Regions from separate parts of the Rattus norvegicus genome. Here region 1 is linked to region 2. Evidence: chromatin contacts called from public Hi-C data. All regions are on one chromosome and are shown on one strand. The core of a region is the stretch at or near the end of the contact, and the rest is flanking DNA. Distances in the headings are between cores, read along the strand shown.

Region 1 (5,230 bases), core at 1,735-4,234, 520 kb after region 2:
TTGTTTTGATCTTCAATCAAAATACTACTCTATTCCATAACTGTGTACAATGATGGCATATTAAGAAAAAAATTAAAAAGTAGAACAAAATAGGGGCTTTTAAGAAGCCCTAACAGACTAAGACTCCCAAATCCCAAAGGTATGATTAACAAGGATCACAATAAAATCCCAGTGAATAACCGTGGTGTGTGAACACTTCCATATCATCCAGTAACGAAATAGGCATCCACTTTCATTTATTTTCAGACAGCCGATTTGTACAATTTCTTTCCACATTGATCAAAGGAGAACATCTTCGTCATCAATGAATCTCTTCATGTAGAGATGATTTATTCTGTACGTCACTTCTACACTGTCTATTACAATGCCAACCTGTGCTCGAGATGCACTTTAAAAGGCGTGTGTGTGTGTGCCGCATGCAGAAGTCAATCTTAGGTACTGCTCCTCAGGACCCATCCACTGTTGGGGTCCAGGCTGATACAAGGCTTTCTCAGAGGCCCCACAAAAGGAGAAAGGGAATACTAATTCAGTGTCTTTGTCCCGGAGCAGACTTAGCAAAGTCCAGTCTGGGACCAGGGCCTCCAAAGAGTTAGGATTTCAGTTTGTGAGAACCTGACTTTTCCTCCTGAAGGGACCAGAGTATCACTGTGTGCTCAGTCTAGTGCACGTGAAGTGTTTTGTGCTCGTCTTGTGCAACACTGCTTGATTAGCCTCCTGCTGATTTCCTCCCACTGTATGATAGCTTCCTCTGTTCCATATCCTCCCCCTGCAAACGGTATAAAGAAAAAAGACGCTGTACTTCTTAATAAGCTTTATGCAAAACCTCCTGACCCCAACTTTCCTGTCTTTGTTTCTGATACCCTGGTCCCTCCTCTTAGGAGCTTGTCACTGAAGAATGACTTGCTGGTCCAGAACCACCTACCTTGTTTTGTAGATAGTCTCTCACTGGTACTTGGAACTGTTATGCTGGCTGGCCAGCAAGCTCCAAGGATTGTTATCTTTCAGTGATGGACTACAAGAATTCATCACACTATACATGTCTTTTTAAGAAAATGTGGATACTGGGCATCAAACTCAGGTCCTCTTGCTTGCACGGCAAGAACTTTAGCTCAGTAGACTGGGGTCTCTCTGGCTGTAGTAATAGTTGTTAGAGCCATCTTATCAGTTATGTTCTCATCGGTACTATAATGGCTATTCCTGGTTGTCAACTTGACATTATCTGGAATGAACTACAATCTAGAATTGGAGGGCTCACCTGTGATCCAGATCTTGAGGCTGGAACTTGGCATGGAGGTCTTGAGGCATCGTGGCTATGAAAAGCTTAGGCCCAGGCAAGGTAGTACACACCTTTAATCCCAGAAGACTAAGGCAAAGAGATCTCTGAGTTCAAGGTCAGTCTGGGACAAAGCCAGTCCCAGATCCAGGCATGGTGGTACTCACCTTACCCTGGGCCACACTTATGGAGACCTACATAAGGATTGGAAGAAGATTCGCTCTTCTTTGTCTGCTTGCATTTGCTCACCAAAATTGTTGGAATCTACTTCTACAGAAGACCAGCTGAAACGACTTCCCTAGTGGGACTGAGCAACTACTAGATTTTGGACTTCCCATTCACAGCTGACCGTTGTTGGGGTAGCTGGACTACAGACTATAAATCCTTCTAATCCCTTAATATAGATATTCCATAAATTCTGTGACCCTAAAGAACTCTGACTAATAAGATACTCTCTGAGCACTAAGTGAACATTTTTCCACTAGAAAATAAGCATTTGCTGGCCATCCACTACAGACCACTTATCTGTCACCAGGGTATAAATGTTGTTGGCATAACCATTCTCATTACTGGGTTGTAGTGGTGGTGGTGTGTAGAGAGAGAGAGATATAGGTTGTAGGGAGAGAGTGGTTGTTATGGGGTAGGCAGTTAGATGTGAGGTAATTATGGAAAAGTGTGGCTATAGCTTAACATCACTGTCTCTGTTGGGTCAGGTGCTCCTTTGTGCAGTTGGATTGTTTGTTCCTAAGACCGCAGGAAACTTACCCATTTACCACACACACACTAACAAAAGGCCTGCATGCTCAAAAGACCTTTACTTCATTAAAATGACCCTTACATGGTGGTTTTGTTCTTCCGTTTATAGCCTTTTCTAGAGATCAATGGAAGGGATAAACTAACCAGAAAAAGGGAGAGCTGATCCTTTATGATTTGCAAGGGGAAAGGGGTCATCTTACCCACGAGAATGTTATCCATCAAATAAGTATCCACAAAGATGTCTTTAAAATCATAACACTGAACTCTATGGATTACTCCCAAACCTTCCTTCAGGGCATCCCACTCCAATCTCTTTGCTGTGTACGCTTCACTTTGCCAAATAAACGTCTACTTCAACTCTTCTACTGATTCAATTCGCTATTTTGAAAAAAGTAAGAACCAAGATACACACCCCCAGTGTTGTTTATTCAAACTAATGAAAAAAATAAGAAAAAAACATAGACAGTCAGATCTGAGTTATACATGAATAACGAAAAGAGTGAAGGGAAGTGTGGGCTGGCAAGAGGGCGCAGCGAGTAAAGCCCTAGACGCCAAGCCTGACAACACAGTTTGATTCCGGGTTCCTCTCGCTGCCCTGACTCCACCACCACACAAGAGGGCGTATGGTTGGTTGCTCCGGGTCTTGTAGATGCTCGTGGACGCGAGTGGGAAGAGCTTTTGGACTTTGAGTATCCAGAGAGAACAGCAACTAGAGGGTTCCGACTCTACAACAGCAACCAACAATGGACGGACTTCGGGGCTCACAACACCGGGTACCAAGTGGACGCAGTCCGCGTTACGTCAGCACCACGCTCAGCAACGGCTCTGAGTTCGCGCCTGTGCACTTTGCTTCTTGCCCGGATTCAGGGCGCTACCGCCTTCCCGCCGCCCGTCACTTCCGGTTGACGCGCCGCGTCGGTGCGCCATCACTTCCTGCCGCTACCGGTGTGGACCGTGAGTGGCGGCGGGCCGGTTTTCCGGCGCTCCCCTCCCCTTCTCCCTCCCTCCCTGTCCCTCCCTTGGCGACCGCGCGTCGCGGGGATTCCCGACCCGGCCTCGGCGTGAGTGCGGGGGCCTTAAGCAGCTGAGGCGCCGCGGCAGAGAAGGAAGAGGACCGCGACCCTCGGTCCCCGCTCCGCGTCACCGCGCTCGCCGCCGCCATGGCCATGAGGCAGACGCCGCTCACTTGCTCGGGCCACACGCGGCCCGTGGTGGATTTGGCCTTCAGCGGCATCACGCCTTACGGCTACTTTCTGATCAGCGCTTGCAAAGGTGAGCTGACCCCGCGACGGCCGCGGCTCCCGTGTGCCGAGGGGTGGGTGGGTCATAGCTGCCAGTGATTGCGCTACGGAACAGAGGCTCGCCCCTGGCCAGGCTTTATTTGTCCCTCCTCACCACCGTTTTTAGTGCTCCGCAGCACTGCGCCTTTCTACACACACAGCTACATTGTATTTCTCAAGGATTTACGGGAAGGAGAAATTAGGCCAGGCCGACAGGAGTGCCTTTTAAGTCTCACTCATCATATTGTATCAGCCTTTGTGGTGTGAGCCTCATTTTTTCCAGATGAAAATGTACGTTAGTTTTACATGGTCCAAAGTAAAATCGGCTATCTAGATCGTTTTGACACATGTCGGTGTCATCCAGCCTTATGGTTTTTTTTTTAAAAAGGTTTTATTTATGTGTGTCCGTGTGGTGTCTCTATGCGTGCTTGTACACATGTGTGAAGGGGTGCCCAAAGAGGTTAGAAGGCGGCGTCAGATTTGTCTAGAACTGGAGTTACAGGCGGTTGACAGCCTCCGTGTGGGTGCTGGGGATCGGAATCAGGTCCCGTGGAAGAACATTTCCCAGTTCTTTAGAGTTGTTTTGTAACCCGAGTTTGCAAAGGTGAGGGAGGCCTCTTGTTCGGTCCCAGAATTGTTTAGGCTTCCCAGGAAGGGTGACCCAAATTCCTAGTCCAGTCACTGGGACCAGTGGCACAGACCAGGATGGGAATCCCCAGTGCTCAAAGGGAGTAAGTAGGTGGGACCTGTCAGAACAACCGTTTTCCAGTTTGCTGCTCAGGATTTGGTAGTATGTTGCATGCATCTAAGTCACATTATGTCTTAAAATAATTTTCTAGATGGCAAACCTATGCTCCGCCAGGGAGATACAGGAGACTGGATCGGAACATTTTTGGGTCATAAAGGTGCTGTTTGGGGTGCAACATTGAATAAGGACGCCACCAAAGCTGCCACAGCAGCTGCAGACTTCACAGCGTAAGTGTGACAAAAATGCTTAACTTCATTCTTTCTGAATCGTGTGGTGACGTTGTCAGAATCTCCCAACTTCACAGTTAGGCATAAAGTTCTGACTCTGCAGGTGCCGTGGAGAATACATGGTGTTTGACCTCACCAAGATTCTGTTCTGGTTCTCTGAGCATCCTTTCTTCACTAAGTTCCCAGACTTGAGATGTTTAAATGATTGACCCTCTCCTTGAGACCAGGAGTCTTAGTGATCTATGCAGCTTGGAGAATGGATATTGGTGATGTCCTTTACAGATATTTTTGTAAATTTAGTGCTGTATTAGTGATGTCCCCAGACACTTTTTCCACTCAGTTTTATTAACTGGCTCTAGATACATTTAAAACCGGGCCTCAAACTTACTTTTTATTTCCTGTGGTTTTAAAAATTGCTGTCTGAAAGATCATTGGTTTTCCTTAGGTCCTCACTGTCTTGGTTAAGTTTCATTATTGTGAAGTGACAACATGACCAAGGTAAAGGTAACTAGATTTAATTGGGACTTACTTACAGTTTTAGAGGTTCATTGATGAGAAACATGGTGGCATCCAGGCAGACATGGTGCTGGAAGAGCCAAGAGTTATATATAGAGATAGATCCAAAGGCAGCCAGGAGACTGTCTGTGGCAGGCAGCCAGGAGGAGGATCTGGATCACATTGGCCAGACACACACACCTACTGCAGCATTGGATAAGTCACCTCATTGCGGTTCACTTTGTCTTACCTGTTTTTACTTTGGGTTTTGCATATATTATCAAACTGACTTAATGATTCTCTTTGCTCTTTTGAGGCACGTGTCACCTTTTTTATAATTACCTGTGTTTGTAGTCACCTTTGTCTTTAAACTGATGAAGGTAACTTTTATTTACTCTTGTGTATGTGGGTGTGCACACACCATGGTTTGTGTTGAGGAGGTCAGAAGTCA
Region 2 (5,424 bases), core at 98-2,597:
GTTATTGCAAGACAGAACATAATTCAGGGTTATGGTAAGAATTCATCAGCTAGAATGCTGGAGACTTTCAGTTGCTTAGCGCCAGAGTACTGTGTAAATAATAATTAGATTATCTCTACAAATAATGTCAAGGAAATTCCCTGACACCTCATTAACATCCTCCTTTGAAGAGCATTTTTATAGCCTTCAGTGACACAGTTTGTTTGTGTGTGGGCTTATGTGCAGAGGTGTAAGGGGTTGGGGGGGCTCAGAGGACAACTCCCCAGAATCTGTCGTCTCCTTCTACCATGTGGGTATTCATGGAGCCAACCAGGACCATTGGTCTTCGTGGCAACCACCTTTATCAACTGAGCCATCTTACCGACCCTCATTAAACTTCTTTCCAAGGGGAAGGAAATCTGTCTGCTCATTTATGGGTTGAGCTCATTTAATCCTCCTACCAATCCTACAAAGTAGGTCCTTCAGTTATTTCCATGTGACAGATGATAACCCAGGAGCACGGGAGACCGAGTCAGTGCTCAGAGTGACTCAGCTAATAAGTGACATCGCCGATACGGAATGCGCCTGGCTCTGGACACTATGGTACTAATCCCTCAGCCACACAGAACCATCTACAACAGGAAATACTTTCTACCTGCTTGGTTGCCAGGGACCCAAGCTAGCTGTCACTGACCAGATTTAACAAACATCCTTGGTAAGGTAAGGCAAGCACCATCTGATTCTGGCCATGTCGCCCTCTGCCCAGCTCTAAATCGGCCAGCCTGGCTTAGCAGAGGAGCTGAAATTTCTCTCTGAAGAAAATAGGGCGCGATCCGAAGAGCAAGGCATGGTTTGTGGGGAAATACGGAGAAGAATGGAGAAGAGGGAGAACGGAATAGTGAGGCGGATGGCCGCCTGGCACCTGGCCCAGCCGAGAGAGCCTCTGAGGTGAGCATGCCAAACTCCAAATGCTCCAAGCCCAGATCCCAGAATAGCTGGAAGGAGGCACACTGCCAGTGAGTCAATTATTACACCAGGCCCTCGAGCACTTAATCAGATGCATCCGGTTTGTATTCGCACACTATCAGGCTGAGATATGTGGTTGACTCCAATGAATTGGCATGCCCTAACATGGGCCAGCCATTGCCCGAAAGCCTCGTGCCTTGCAAGTTGGGGTCTACTCTTTCTCTCCTTTGAAAATGCCCGTGTTGTGTGCCAGTGATGTACACCTCCTTCCAAAGAAGAAAAAGACTCTTTTTTTTTTTTTGAGATGACTCAATGGAAATTGGGGAGTTTAAGTCCAGTAGAACTCAATCCTTGGACACTCAGGGCAAGAGTCCATTGGGTAAGGCAAGCCCAGTTGCCCAGTGTTACTACACCGTCCACATCCTTTGATGCTGCAGGCTCAGGAGGAGTGGCCACAGGCAATGGAACACCGGGATGGAGTGGGTCAGGATGACCCTGAGTATTGTTGAATTTTCCCTTCTGGAGGAATTCCCATGAGTGAAGTATTGTGGCCGCCAGTTGGCGACAACACCATCCTGGACCACAGACCATCTCGGTGCGTCTACCATTGTTCTCAGTGTGATTTTCTCAGCCTCTGTGGCAGGTGCTCTCGGTGCCCCATCCATAGTCCCCAGAGTAGACCAATGCTCCTACAAGGGCCTTTTGTCAGCTGTTTTGTGACCGTGGCTCTCTTCCTGTGGGAAAATGATGCTGTTCTTGTGACTGATGACAGGCTGAATTGGGAGTCAAGTCTTTTTTCCTCTTGTCAGGGCAACTTCTTCTTTACTTCTTTGTTATATTCATTGAACAAAATTTTCTTGGGGAGGGGGGATAGTAAGGAAAAACTTTCCCCTCAAGCTGAAGTTTCTGGGAGCTGGAGAGACAACTCAGCAGCGCAGGAGGTCCACCCTGCGGACCAGAGTTTGGACTGTTAGAGCCCAGGTTAATGCTGAGTAAATGCAGTGGATGCTTGTAACCCCACCGCTAGTGAGTTGAAGATGGAGTCCTTGTGCAAGGTGACTCCCTATACTAGCCAACTCTATGAGCTGTGGGCTCAACTGAGAAACCCTGCCCCAAGATATAAGATGGAGAATGGTCCAGGAGGCTCCTGATGTCAATATCAGGCTCTGTACATACATGCACACGCATGTACTCAGGGATGCATACAAGCACACACATGCGTCATATACATGTAACATCCAAAGCTAAGATTTCCCTAAAACAATGACTCGTCTAGTATCCACTCCTGCCTTTCACCTCTTCCCTTCCTCCTCTCAAGGTTTTCCATGAACGTACTCCATTCGATAAATCACCAAGGGCCTGGGAGATAACTCAGTTATTAAAGGCTGGGCTCATAACCAAATGTCGATGAATCACCTGAACAGAAGCTCTTGGCTCAGGCTCAGCTTCCTTGGAACTCAGCCTAACAGCATGGAAACCCTTCGCAAAACACAAGAGGATGTCGATGTTCCTCAGGCTTCTGCTATTAACCTGCTGACCACATCGCCCTTCTACGTCTGTGTGTTACTTACAGAATGATGCCTACAACTGCCTGCTTTAAAGTAACTTGCAAACTGACATTTTCGAGAAAGAAAAGCAAGGGACAAGAACAAGAACAATTACGGGCCGCTGAGAGGGCTCTGGAAAAGGGACTTGAGCCATGCCTGACATCCTGAGTTCAGTTGCAAGATCCATGTGGTTGACGATGAGGACAGACCCAGCAAGCTGTCCTCTGCCTTCTTCAGGCCCAGTGTGGCACCCAGTGAGGAAAGGCAAAAGACAATCTCTTGCTGTCCTACAAATGCTTGGAAATTGTGAGTTTGGTGGCCTAACTCAGTCTTTTAAACCATGATAAAATAACTATATGCTTCTGTGTGTGTGTGTGTGTGTGTGTGTGTGTGTGTGTGTATGTGTGTGTGTGTGTGCTCGCGCGCGTGTGTATGTATGTACACATGTACACATGTACATATGTATAATGTATCTATACATATATGTATATATGTATACACACATTTATCTTTATATGACTTAAAAATCATCCCACTGTCTATACTACTCCATGTGCACATGGACTATACCTTTCAGAATATTGCATCATAAAAAGTATGATTTTCAAAGTCTACATTGACCATTTTACTACTCCATTTGGAGAACCACGCTGATGCTGGTATTCAGTCATTTCCGGTTGGTTGTTTCAAAGCCATCAGCACTTTTAAGTTTTCCCTTAGCGCCCCTTTCTGCTTGAGCACTAAGGAACCATTCCTGATGAGACGGGGAAAGGTAGAGTGGATAACTCTTTAAAACTTCAATAACTGAAGATTACCCCAGCAAACATTCTGCCTTCAGTGTTTCGAGTTCTTAACCTGTCTCCCCCAGGACGATGGAGCTCCTAGAAACTTGAGGTCTTCTTGCTAGGATGACTCTGAGGTGATGGGGCTCAGACGCTCGTCTCCATGGAGGGTGAAACCCCTCTCGTCTTTAGACATTCTTAGGTTAATGACTCCTGACACTGCACACACACTTCTCTGAGATGCAGCAATGGAGGTAGAGTGCGGATGGTGGGGTAGGGTCCACTCAGATGCAGGCTCATGTCAAGGACAAAAACCTTTACCGACTGGGGACAGAGCTCAGCTAGGAGAACTCTTGTCTAGAGAGCGTGGGACCCTGGGTTAGATCCACAGCAACACATAAACTGGGCATGGGTGGTGCATGACTGTAAACCCAGAGTGTGGGAGGAAGAACAGGAGGATCAAAGGCTAAGGCCTCCTCAGCTGCAGAGTGAGTTCGAGGTCAGCATACAGGACACACTGATTTTTTAAAAAGGAGCCTTGGGAGAGAGACTTTTACTATGGGTCACTTTGTTGCAATTCTGAAGCAAAAACAAACAAACAAAACAAAAACAAAAACAAAAAACAAAACAGTAACAACAACAACAAAACAGAAAGCATGGGGGGGGGGCAGGTCTGAGCTAGTGGGAATGGATCTCCATCTCATCTGGTGTGTGCTATCACGATCTATGGATTTCATGTTGTTTTGGTATGGAAGGAGTCAATGGTCAGTGCAATATTTGCTGTTGAGCTTTCGCATCTCTCTAGCAGAATGGTCTTCCTGGCCTTTCCCCTCACAGTGCGTTCTTTCTGGAACAATCTACCACTACGGAGATAGAAGTCTGAGGACAAGTGTTCCAGGAGAAACCACTTTCTTTTCTTTTATTGGATATTTTTTTAATTTACACTTTAAATGTTATCCCCTTTTCCAGTTTCCCCACCTGAAACCTGCTATCCCATCCCCCCTCCCCTGCCTCTATGAGGGTGCTCTCTCCCAACTCCTTCTCAACCCCCTCCCACCTCCCTGCCCTGGCATTCCCCTATACTGGGGCATTGACCCTTGGCAGGACCAAAAGCCTCTCCTTCCATAGATGCCTGACAAGGCCATCCTCTGCTACATATGCGGCTAGAGCCACAGATCCATCCCTGTGTTCTCTTGGGACAGTGGTTTTGTTCTTGGAAGCTCTGGTTGGTTGGTACTGTTCTTCTTATGGAGTTGCAAATCCCTTCAGCTCCTTCAATCCTTTCTCTAACTCCTCCATGCTCAGTTCAATGGTTGGCTGTGAGCATCCACCTCTGTATTTGTCAGGCTCTGGCATTCTTTCTGGAATAATCCACCACTATGGAGCTAGAAGTCTGAGGACAAGTGTGCCTGGAAGAGCCACTTTCTAACCTGGCCAAAGTTTTCCCAGCTACATTGTAAAACTCACAGTTTAAAATTAGGAAAAACCTAGCACCTGTGTGTCAGGGAACGGAGTGCAGCCTTGGCACGGAAGCCAGGCAGTCAAGTCTCAATGCTGATTCCCAAATTAAAGCCTGTATTCTAACTCGTAACTCCTGATGAGTTTATCCATCTGTGCACACTGTACTGAGTGACAAGTTCTAGTGACAGAACCATCCATTAATGAAGTCATTAATATCTTTATTCAGAAAGCCAGCCCCATTTTTAGATTTTGTAAAGGAAAGTTCATACAGTTTTCCAGATGGCTTCACTAGTTTCAACCCCACAACAGAGTCTTGTACATATTCTCACCAGGTCCTTTTCTGTATTTCTTCAGTGTTCACTGACAAGAGATGGGTGTGGGACTGACTTCAGTGGACGAATAGATGGTAATTTTTAAATGTGAGCTGATGTTTGGAGGTATATCTCTCTCTCTGTGGGATAGTATGCATGCATGAGAGTATGAATTCCGCCATGGCGTGGCAACTCTTACTCCAACATAGTCTCATACAAATGGATCTCATAGCACGGTAAGGCGGCACAGCCTGGGGAGGGGGAGGCAGGGGCTGGAGAGAGGCTGCTTGGTGCGGTCAATGGAAGAATTAGTCGGAATGAACTAGATTGAGTATCCTATGCCTTTCTTAGCAAGAAAGCATAGTTTACCTCAAACTA

What was found. A called contact is a pair of places that touch in the nucleus more often than the background predicts.
Region 1: a Hi-C map of kidney shows a contact between it and region 2, with 7 times the contacts expected there. The contact joins the promoter of Strap here to the enhancer-like site in region 2. A contact is called at or near these places in 11 of 12 Hi-C or Micro-C datasets (the A7r5 cell line, Schwann cells, frontal cortex and 6 more).

The regions. Positions count from the first base shown.
Region 1 is chr4:172,374,341-172,379,570 of GRCr8, forward strand. It overlaps Strap (serine/threonine kinase receptor associated protein), which reads left to right and starts at 2,985. Exons shown (of 10, transcript NM_001011969.1): 1 at 2,985-3,301; 2 at 4,149-4,284. The coding sequence starts at 3,190.
Region 2 is chr4:171,856,529-171,861,952 of GRCr8, forward strand. No RefSeq gene overlaps it. Among named protein-coding and RNA genes, the nearest start is that of Ptpro, 36 kb to the right of the region's middle. Within about 2 kb of position 1,348, at least 23 of the 93 cell types and tissues checked have an H3K27ac peak or open chromatin away from gene starts, as enhancers often do. A contact at or near this core is called in the A7r5 cell line, hepatocytes and kidney, where this site is marked.